Regions from separate parts of the Sus scrofa genome. Here all the other regions are linked to region 1. A link is a contact called in public Hi-C data. All regions are on one chromosome and are shown on one strand. The core of a region is the stretch at or near the end of the contact, and the rest is flanking DNA. Distances in the headings are between cores, read along the strand shown.

Region 1 (2,700 bases), core at 86-2,585:
AGAATAAAATTTGTATGGTAAACTTAAGAGCTTAAGCACTAATTTCTGATTTTGTAATAAACTTTTGCCTGTTTTTCAATGAGGGTATTTTGTTTTCATAGGTTTTCAAGTATCTCACTTTAATATTTTGAAGGAAGAGTGGATAAACTAAAAATTGCTTGAGCAAAAAGCCCGGGGCCAGGTTGTGAAGTAGCTTATTTGGCATGCTAAGGAAGTTGGACCACATCCTGAAGGGAGTATTAGCAAAAGACTATAAAATGGAGGAACACGGCCGTGTTTGCACTTTAGAAAGAACAGGGAGTTGGTTGGCATGAGGGAAAACAGAGGTGATGACAATCTAAACAATGTAATCACAGTAGTGATGGAGACAAAATCAAGACACTTCAGAAAAAAATACCGATTGCCTGTAGGGCGTGAACCAAGCGCGAAGTTTCGACTGAGAACTGAGCACCATTAACAGATTTTAACAGGAGGAGGGTCAGTGTTTGACACGTTTAAAATGTTCGTGGGCTTCACAGGTTAAAATGTCCATTACACAGCGGAAAACGATGAGCCAGGGCTTCTAGAAAGTCTGGTCTGAGAATTACATTTAGAGTTCCTTAGCATTTTAAGGTGAGCGTGGATAAAGCGGGCAAAGAAAAAACAGAAGAGGGCTGAGCACAAAATTCCGTTGAATTCCAATATTTTCAGGGCAGGCCACAAGTTGCAAGGGAAGAGGCATCCCTAAAAGAGGCAAAGAGTGCCCTAAAAAGAACTTGCAAAGAATAGTGGCAAGGAAACTAAGGGAAGGAAGTCTGGACAATTCTCCTGCTCTAGCATCCACTTCTCAAATACTTAGGGGAGTTAAGCAGTTCAAATCTGGCGACTGCTGGCGAATCTGGGAGAAGACTGAGTCAGACTGCCAGACTGTGCAGCCCCTTAAGGCAGTTTGGGTCTTGCCTCTGTTCACAACAACACGCTGAGCCACTTCAAAGGAGGCCTTCCCTGAGCACTCGGGTGCAGAAGAGTTTGGCTAGGCAAGCAGGAGAAGGAGGGTGCCCACATTTTTTATTTCAAGCTACCGACACTGGTGGCCTTTTTGTAGGAGGTGCGGTTGGGGCGGCGGCCGGCGAGGGCAGGGATCCAGAACGGGTCGGGGCCTTGTCAGTGGAGCGGAGCTGACAGCAAGATTGGCGGGCAGGCTCCACCTTCTTCCTTCCGCCTCTTGAGGGCGTAGCGGGCGCAGGGCGGGGGCTAGTGGAGGCGTTGGGAGGGTCAGGCCCCGCCTCCTTTCGCTCACTCTGGTCAGCGCGGCAAGGCGGGGCCGCTGGGGCGGGGCCTGCGGGTGGGGCCGGCGGTGTGGGGCGTGGCCTTCGGGTGGGGCCGGTGGCGTGGGGCGGGGCCTGCGGGACCAGGGCAGCCCGCGCACTGTGCAGGAGCAGCAGCCGCCGCCGCCCTCGCCTCCAAGGTTTTGCTGCTTCCTGAGCAGAGACCCGGGCTCGGCCGCCATGTCCGCCACGGACGAAGTTGACGGACTGGGCGTGGCTCGGCCACACTATGGCTGTGAGTGCGGGCTCCGCAGCGCGGGGGTCTCGGGGCCGGGCTCGCTGCTTCCGAGGCGCCGTTTACCCGGGGGCTCGCTGGGCGGGTGGGGCAGGGTGGCTGTGGGCCGCGCGTACCCGGAAGAGCCGGTGTCGCGGGGTGGCGGACGGCAAGGACCCTAACCCGCGCCCCCTCGGTCTCCGAGGCGGCGGCGGGGGGGACCCAGGCGACCTCCCCGCCTTCTCCCGGGCGCTGCGGCTGGAGGGCCCCACCCAGCGCCTCCCGCTACTCAGCTTGGCCAAGATTGGGGAGACGGCCTAGGGTGAGGTGGCAGGAGGACGGGGCAGGGCGTGTCCCAGGGACCGGAGACGCGGGCTCTGCACGGGCGTAGTGAGAAGGTGCTGCCCGAGTGCTGCCTGCGAGGTAGACTCAGGGTCCAGACCTGCCCGGCCCCAGGCTAGCTGAAAGGTGCGGTCTTGGGCAGGTCACTTCAGCTTTCTCGGGATCCCTCTGCAGGATTTCAAAAGTGGAGGGGAAAAAACCCCAAACCTCCGACTTCCTCATTTTCCGAACCTCATTTTCTGTACCTGTCCCACTGAACTGCGGGCGGATTAGTTACCACTGGGCAAAGGAGAGGCCTTTGGAGTCTGGAGGTTTTCGATTTTATTTTATATTCTATGAATAATGTTGTGTTTTCAGATACTTTCACTCAACAGTTATATACGACGAGGTATTGTGTCACGTTGGTGACAAAGATGAGTAAGACCAGACCCTGCCTTGAAAGAATGTTTTTATCAGAGAGACAGGCAGGTGTACTATCTAATGATAATAAGGAGTGATAGAGATGCCCTGCACCAGCTGGACTTACACTATAAGGTGGGGGTGGGGGAGGGGCCTGGGGAAGGCAGGAGGAACCCAGAGAGGACTTTTGAACAGAGCCCTGCAGGATGCTGTGCGTTTTGACAGGGCAGGGTGGGGCCTGAGACGTGACCTGAAGAGGAAGAGTGTGAACTAAGGTATTGACGAGCAGAAGAGCCCTGTGCGGGTTGGGAACTGAGCGGTGTGGAGTGCACAGTGGTAGGGGGAGGGGAGGGAGAGGAGTTTCCCAAAGCAGTCCGGCTAAACTGGGACAGGCATTGAATGCCAACCCCAGGAATTTGGAGTTTATTCCATATCCTG
Region 2 (2,700 bases), core at 152-2,651, 35 kb before region 1:
AATTCTGTGATTCTTCATTCATCCTCCCTCCACTCTTCCTGCTTATTGGTTGAAGAGCTACAGAACTCCCACCCATGGCAGAACACCGGAAAGACTCCTAAGAGGACTTGAGATGCCTTTGACTCCCTAGGGCCTGCTAAACTATGTTCTGGTCACATGAGGCCTGGAAACCTCAAGCTTTTCTGGATGTTCCTTGCTCTTCCTGCTAAGCAAAACCAGATATTAGTCTATAGGAGACAGAATTCCCCAAACTGCTGTTGTGGTTATCTTGCAGATGTCTAAATTATGTAGTAAATGCTAACCAAGATGCCCCTGGTTATATGAGCAAAAGGAGAAAAGACAAAATATTACTTCGTATTTTAGTCTTTTGTAGATTATCTCCTCTGTTGGACTGTGAACGTCATGAAAGCAAGAATCATGTGGAATTCATGTGGGTAACCACAGTGCCAGAACAGTCTTGAGTACAGAACATTACTGATGAAAATTCGTTAGAAGATGCACCATACATGTTTGTTGAAGAAATGGTTGAATTAGCATCAGAGTCTTCCGCATTAGCCCATTGGCTGGTAATTCTAAGCTTTTTACAGTCCATCACAAAATATACTTTCCTTTTTTAAATTGCAGTAAATCAACAGAGTAGACAGGCATATTTTTTTGATGGTAAGGAAAGTCTTCCATTATTGGCTAGACATCCCCCACCCCCTCAAAGTGAATACGGGCTCTCAGGTGAGATCCAGGAGTCTCCACAGTTTGGAACCTAATACCACATTTCCTAGAATACTTGACACTCTCGCTGGCCTCCTCTGGCCATTAACAGGTGTACTGACCAATGGAAAGGGGATATGCCTGGCAACTGTGCTAAGAGAAGGAAGCTGATGGTCTGTTTTCCACTAACGGTTCCTGATGGGGTTTGTTATGCCCAGTCCGAGTTGGCCTGGAACTTGTAAAGAGGCAGACACCATTCAGGCCATGGCCGCCGCGGGGTAGGGGGAGAGAGGGACCCGGCGGAGGAGGCTGCACAGCAAGGCCGAATCGACGAGCTGCTCCGCGCTCTGGAAGGTCTAGGTGCCAGAGCGCGGGCGATGCAGAAATTGGTACAAGGCTGCTCTGCGATAGTCAGGTGAGGCCCGGAGGTTCGAATCTCAGATCCCTCTCTGGATGTACGGTCTTTGGATCCCCTTCTTAGCTCTGAAGAGGCGGTTCCAGCGGCCGGGCAGCTCGGGAACTGGGTGTTAACACTTGTCACCGCAGGGAATTGGGCGTCCCGGTACTCGCAGTTCTTTGGGACTACGTCTCCCAAAAGACTCAGCTGTGATTGACAGCTCTAACAGCCTATGGACGAGGAATACCTCTCGTCCCAGAAACCGAGAAGCCAATGGAAAAAGGACAGGGGCGGTGTTTTCCGGCTGCTGGCTGTCCAGCCCAGAGTCCCACCTGTGTCCCCACAGCCCTGTCACGAGTCCCGGTCGGGTTCTGGGCGGCACCGCCACGGCGTTGCTGACCAGTTTGGCTTGGCGGTGGAGGACCCTCCCTTCGTGCTCCATCCTCGGCTGGGTCTCTGGGTGGTGAGTGAGCCGGGGAAGGAGATCACTGCGGCTGCCGCTCGTGCGATGCTGAGGGACGTGGATAGGGCTTGCCCGCCGCCCCGCCAACGCCCCTGCGGGATCCCCCCGGTTGCCTTTCGGAGCCCGCGGGTCTTGCTGAGGACTGGGGAGAGGTAGCCGCGGTTTTCTCCGCCTGCATCTGGAGAGCTCATACTCTTAATTTTTTGCTCCTTGTGGCTGGTCCCCTGGTTTCAGCTTAGTTTTGCGACCCTCTGACCGCTGCACCCAGATTGGGGCCTGCAGCACGGAGGGAGGAGAATGGGTGTCAGCCCTACCCATGTGGTCATGTTCCTATTAATAAACCCAGTGAACAAACTGGTGCTTCTCACAATGGCACTTAGTCACCGCACCTCCGAGCTCTAGGTCCTTGAGGTCACTCTCAAAAGGGGGCAGGGGCAAGAGACTGGGTGGGAAATCGGGTTTCTCTAGCTCTGGCTAAGAACTCTCACCCGCTCAATCCTGCTGTCTCCTGCAGGTGGGCCCTTCTGTTGGGTTTTATAATGGATATAGAAATAAAATTTCAAAACTCATAACAGTTTTCACTTCCTAATGACTTTATTTTAATTTGTTAAGGTTTTAAGCCAGAGAGATGAAAGGTATTACCTAAGGTTTTTAGGTTGTTAAAAATCCAGTACTTGATAAGTGACCAATAATAAATGCATAAATGTTTCCATGAAAAGTGGTTTTGTGTGTACCCGAGTAGTAGCCAGGTTCTTTGGTGAGACAAAGATGTGAAACTTCTTCATACCATTCTGGTCCATCCTCCACTGAAATGCAGAATTCTTTGTAGCAGGTTCAGCTGGATGACTTGTATTTGTTTCTATTGGAAACTCTTTTTTAAGTGGGAAAACAAACAAGTATTATCACATGTCTTTGTCACCCCTAATCTTACAACATATTAGCTACTCAATAAATTACTGATTTGTCCAGTAACCTGACCATCTCCCCCCAAATAATTTTTTCATAATACTTATGATCATTTTATTAGTGTGTTAATGGTTGTTTTTAGCCCCCAAGTATTTTGTTTTGTCCTTATCCTCATTGAATTTCACTTAATTTTACAGCTTGTCCATATTGTTTTTTTCATTTTAAATAC
Region 3 (2,700 bases), core at 142-2,641, 62 kb after region 1:
TAAAAGCATGATTGACTCCATACCTTTGCAGATAGGTAGTCTGAGATTCTGCCTTGTATACCTGGAGGAAGCCTGGATATTATCAATATTGCATTTATTTTCTGTCCTCCACTAGTACAAAAGCTCCCTGAGGAGGGAGAAAACCTGTCTGTTTTGTACACAGTTCCATCTGCAGCAGGTGTGTGGTCCATGTTGAAAAATGCTTGGTTAGTTGGCTGATGGCCACAGAAGCCTGCAGCCATGATTCAAGGAGCTGCTCACCACCTTCGTGTGGTGATCAGTGAGTAAAATGATAGGGGAGAATGTCGGGAAGAAGAGAATAGTCTCTTAGAAATCTAATCTTTGTATCCTTTTACTTCTTGGTGTTATTTATTGTTCTACTCTTCCCCATTGTCTAGTTTGACACTTCATTTTCTCTTGGGATATTTTGTTTTCTTTCTAACAGTTTACATTAATCCATCCATCTTCCTCCCTCCCTTCCTTCATTTTTTTAACCAATGAAAACGTTTTAAATTGATTTGTACTACTGTGTCCCAAATAGTTTGGTTTTTTTAGTATTCTGTTATTGATTTGTTTTGCTACTTTGGTGATAAAATCAGGTGCTGATCCCTGGGTGGAGTGTGGGAGGGAGAACTATTATTTTCTCTTCTAAAAATAGAAACTGAAAATAATAGCAATAATTATGACTTTCCAGTGGCTGTCATTTCTGAAATGAGAAGAACTTTAGCAGTATGTTATTTTACAATATACAGAGTGTTTTCATGTCTATGATTTCGTTTAATCTTAACAACCCTATGAGGAAGTTATCATTATTATCATTTTCAGATGAAGGAAAGTATGCATTTTTACTGTCAGATGATGTATTAAGAGACCTTGTGTGACCTCAGGTCCTGTGACTAGAAGTGGAGAATACTGAGGGGGCATAGAGAGCCCTTTCCACTCTACGTGATCAGACCAGCCTTGCTGTCTGGGCACGGACTGCCTTGGGCAGAGGGTGTTCAGGAGGTGCCAGGATAGTGAAGGGATTCAGAATGATGCTGTATAAGAAATAGCTGAAGGAACTAGGGCTCTCTAGTCAGGAGTAGACTGTCACAGGGAAAGGGGGAGTTGGGTGTATTCAGGTAGCAACTCTAAGGGTGAGAGCTTTAACAATATTTATTTTGGAAACAAAATTGTCCAAAGATGTAGTGAGTTGCTGTGGGAAATACCTTCTCCTGTGTAATGGTTTAGCCTGGACAATGACTTGGCATTTTAGAAGGAATTTACCCATGTATCATTGGTGTCTTGTATGTTGCTACCCGTGTTGGTGCCAAACTGTCTGCATCTAGGAGCTTTTAAGTAGGCCTGGGATGTGGTCCAAGAACCTGTTAAAATCTGAACACCCTGGGAACCCCTGGACTTGATGACGTCAAGGTTCTCTTCCAACCCCAAGGTCTTATGCTTCTGTAACACTCCAGAGTAAAGGCTGTCTGAATTATATTTCCCCAATCTAGAACTGAGATTGGTTTGGGGGAAGAAAAAACATTCTAGGCTAAAAGATTAGCATGTTTTTTTCTTAAGCTTTTGATTTTTTTCCTCCTTAGTGATTGCTGCATTAGCAAATGTAGACCAGGCTTTGGAGCAGGGGTCTGCACTGGCCTTGTTCAAAATTCTGCAGTCCCCAGCTCTGGGCCTTCGAGGACTGCAGCAGCAGAACAGTGACTGGTACCTCAAGCAGCTCCTGAGTGACAGACAGCAGAAGAGAGAGGTAAAAGTATCCTGCATTGCACCTGCAAAGGTTTATGTATATCCGTTTGAATCATCGCATGCTACTGTGTAAATCTTTACGGGGCTTTTTCCCCCTAGATTAACTTTTTCCCCTGCATATACATGAGGTTGTTTAACATCCTCAGGTAAAGTATACATTGACTTCAGCTCTTTTGTTTTTAGAGTTGTAAATTCTCTTTTAAAATGAGTATTGTCTACCCTCTGAATCTGACCACCCCTTCACTTGAGGTCCCTTGAATTGCTAACTAAAAGCCGTTAGGGAAAACCTGAATTTTTACATTCTTACTTCAGGAATTTCCACTTAAAAAAACAAACTTCCTCACTAGTGTCTTCAGGCCGACACTGAGAAAGTACTTAATGTGCAGTAAGAGTAGACTGTGTGGGATTGTACTCTGTGTTTTTTTTTTTTTTTTTTTTTTTTTGGTCATTTTCTAAATAAGGACAAGTATACATCTTACAGATTGCTAGCATTGGCCAGAATAAGCAGCATTAATGTGCTGATGTTTCTTATAAACATTTTATCTCAGAACATTTTGATGCTTTTTACAAAATATTTTTTAAAATGTGCTGGTACCTGGAGAGTCACTCTACCCCAGATCTGACACAGGCATTTGGCTCCAGCTCGGGCTGCCGCTTTGGCTGCCTATCGCCTGAAGCCATCGCTGTGCCTGTGGCTCTCTGTCGCTAGTGACTGCTCCTGAGAAGCGAGCACTGTGAGGTCTGGAGGCACATGGGCAGGAGTCATCTTTACCTAAATGTCTTTTGCTTTTCTCAGAGCGGCCAGGCCGAGCCCCTGCAAAAAGAGGAGCTACAGTCCGGAGTGGATGCTGGAAACATTGCTGCCCAGCAGTATCAGAGAAGTAAGAGTCCTCTCAGCTGGTGTCCCCTGAAATACTGAGTAGGGGAGGAAGAGTGGCTTGATGTCATTGAGGG

The links. A called contact is a pair of places that touch in the nucleus more often than the background predicts.
Region 2: a contact with region 1 is called in a Hi-C map of embryonic fibroblasts, with 3 times the contacts expected there. The contact joins the promoter of ZNF774 here to the promoter of IQGAP1 in region 1. A contact is called at or near these places in 13 of 47 Hi-C or Micro-C datasets (alveolar macrophages, blood, embryonic fibroblasts and 7 more) and 2 of 2 datasets of contacts at active chromatin or transcription factors (alveolar macrophages and skeletal muscle).
Region 3: a Hi-C map of embryonic fibroblasts shows a contact between it and region 1, with 2.3 times the contacts expected there. The contact joins the enhancer-like site here to the promoter of IQGAP1 in region 1. A contact is called at or near these places in 5 of 47 Hi-C or Micro-C datasets (blood, embryonic fibroblasts, fetal heart ventricle and 2 more) and 1 of 2 datasets of contacts at active chromatin or transcription factors (alveolar macrophages).

The regions. Positions count from the first base shown.
Region 1 is chr7:53,019,144-53,021,843 of Sscrofa11.1, forward strand. It overlaps IQGAP1 (ras GTPase-activating-like protein IQGAP1), which reads left to right and starts at 1,336. Exons shown (of 38, transcript XM_021098910.1): 1 at 1,336-1,542. The coding sequence starts at 1,488.
Region 2 is chr7:52,984,268-52,986,967 of Sscrofa11.1, forward strand. It overlaps ZNF774 (zinc finger protein 774), which reads left to right and starts at 1,402. Exons shown (of 4, transcript XM_021098908.1): 1 at 1,402-1,565.
Region 3 is chr7:53,080,725-53,083,424 of Sscrofa11.1, forward strand. It overlaps IQGAP1 (ras GTPase-activating-like protein IQGAP1), which reads left to right. Exons shown (of 38, transcript XM_021098910.1): 10 at 1,584-1,747; 11 at 2,543-2,627. Among named protein-coding and RNA genes, the nearest start is that of IQGAP1, 62 kb to the left of the region's middle. Within about 2 kb of position 1,392, at least 10 of the 83 cell types and tissues checked have an H3K27ac peak or open chromatin away from gene starts, as enhancers often do. A contact at or near this core is called in embryonic fibroblasts, where this site is marked.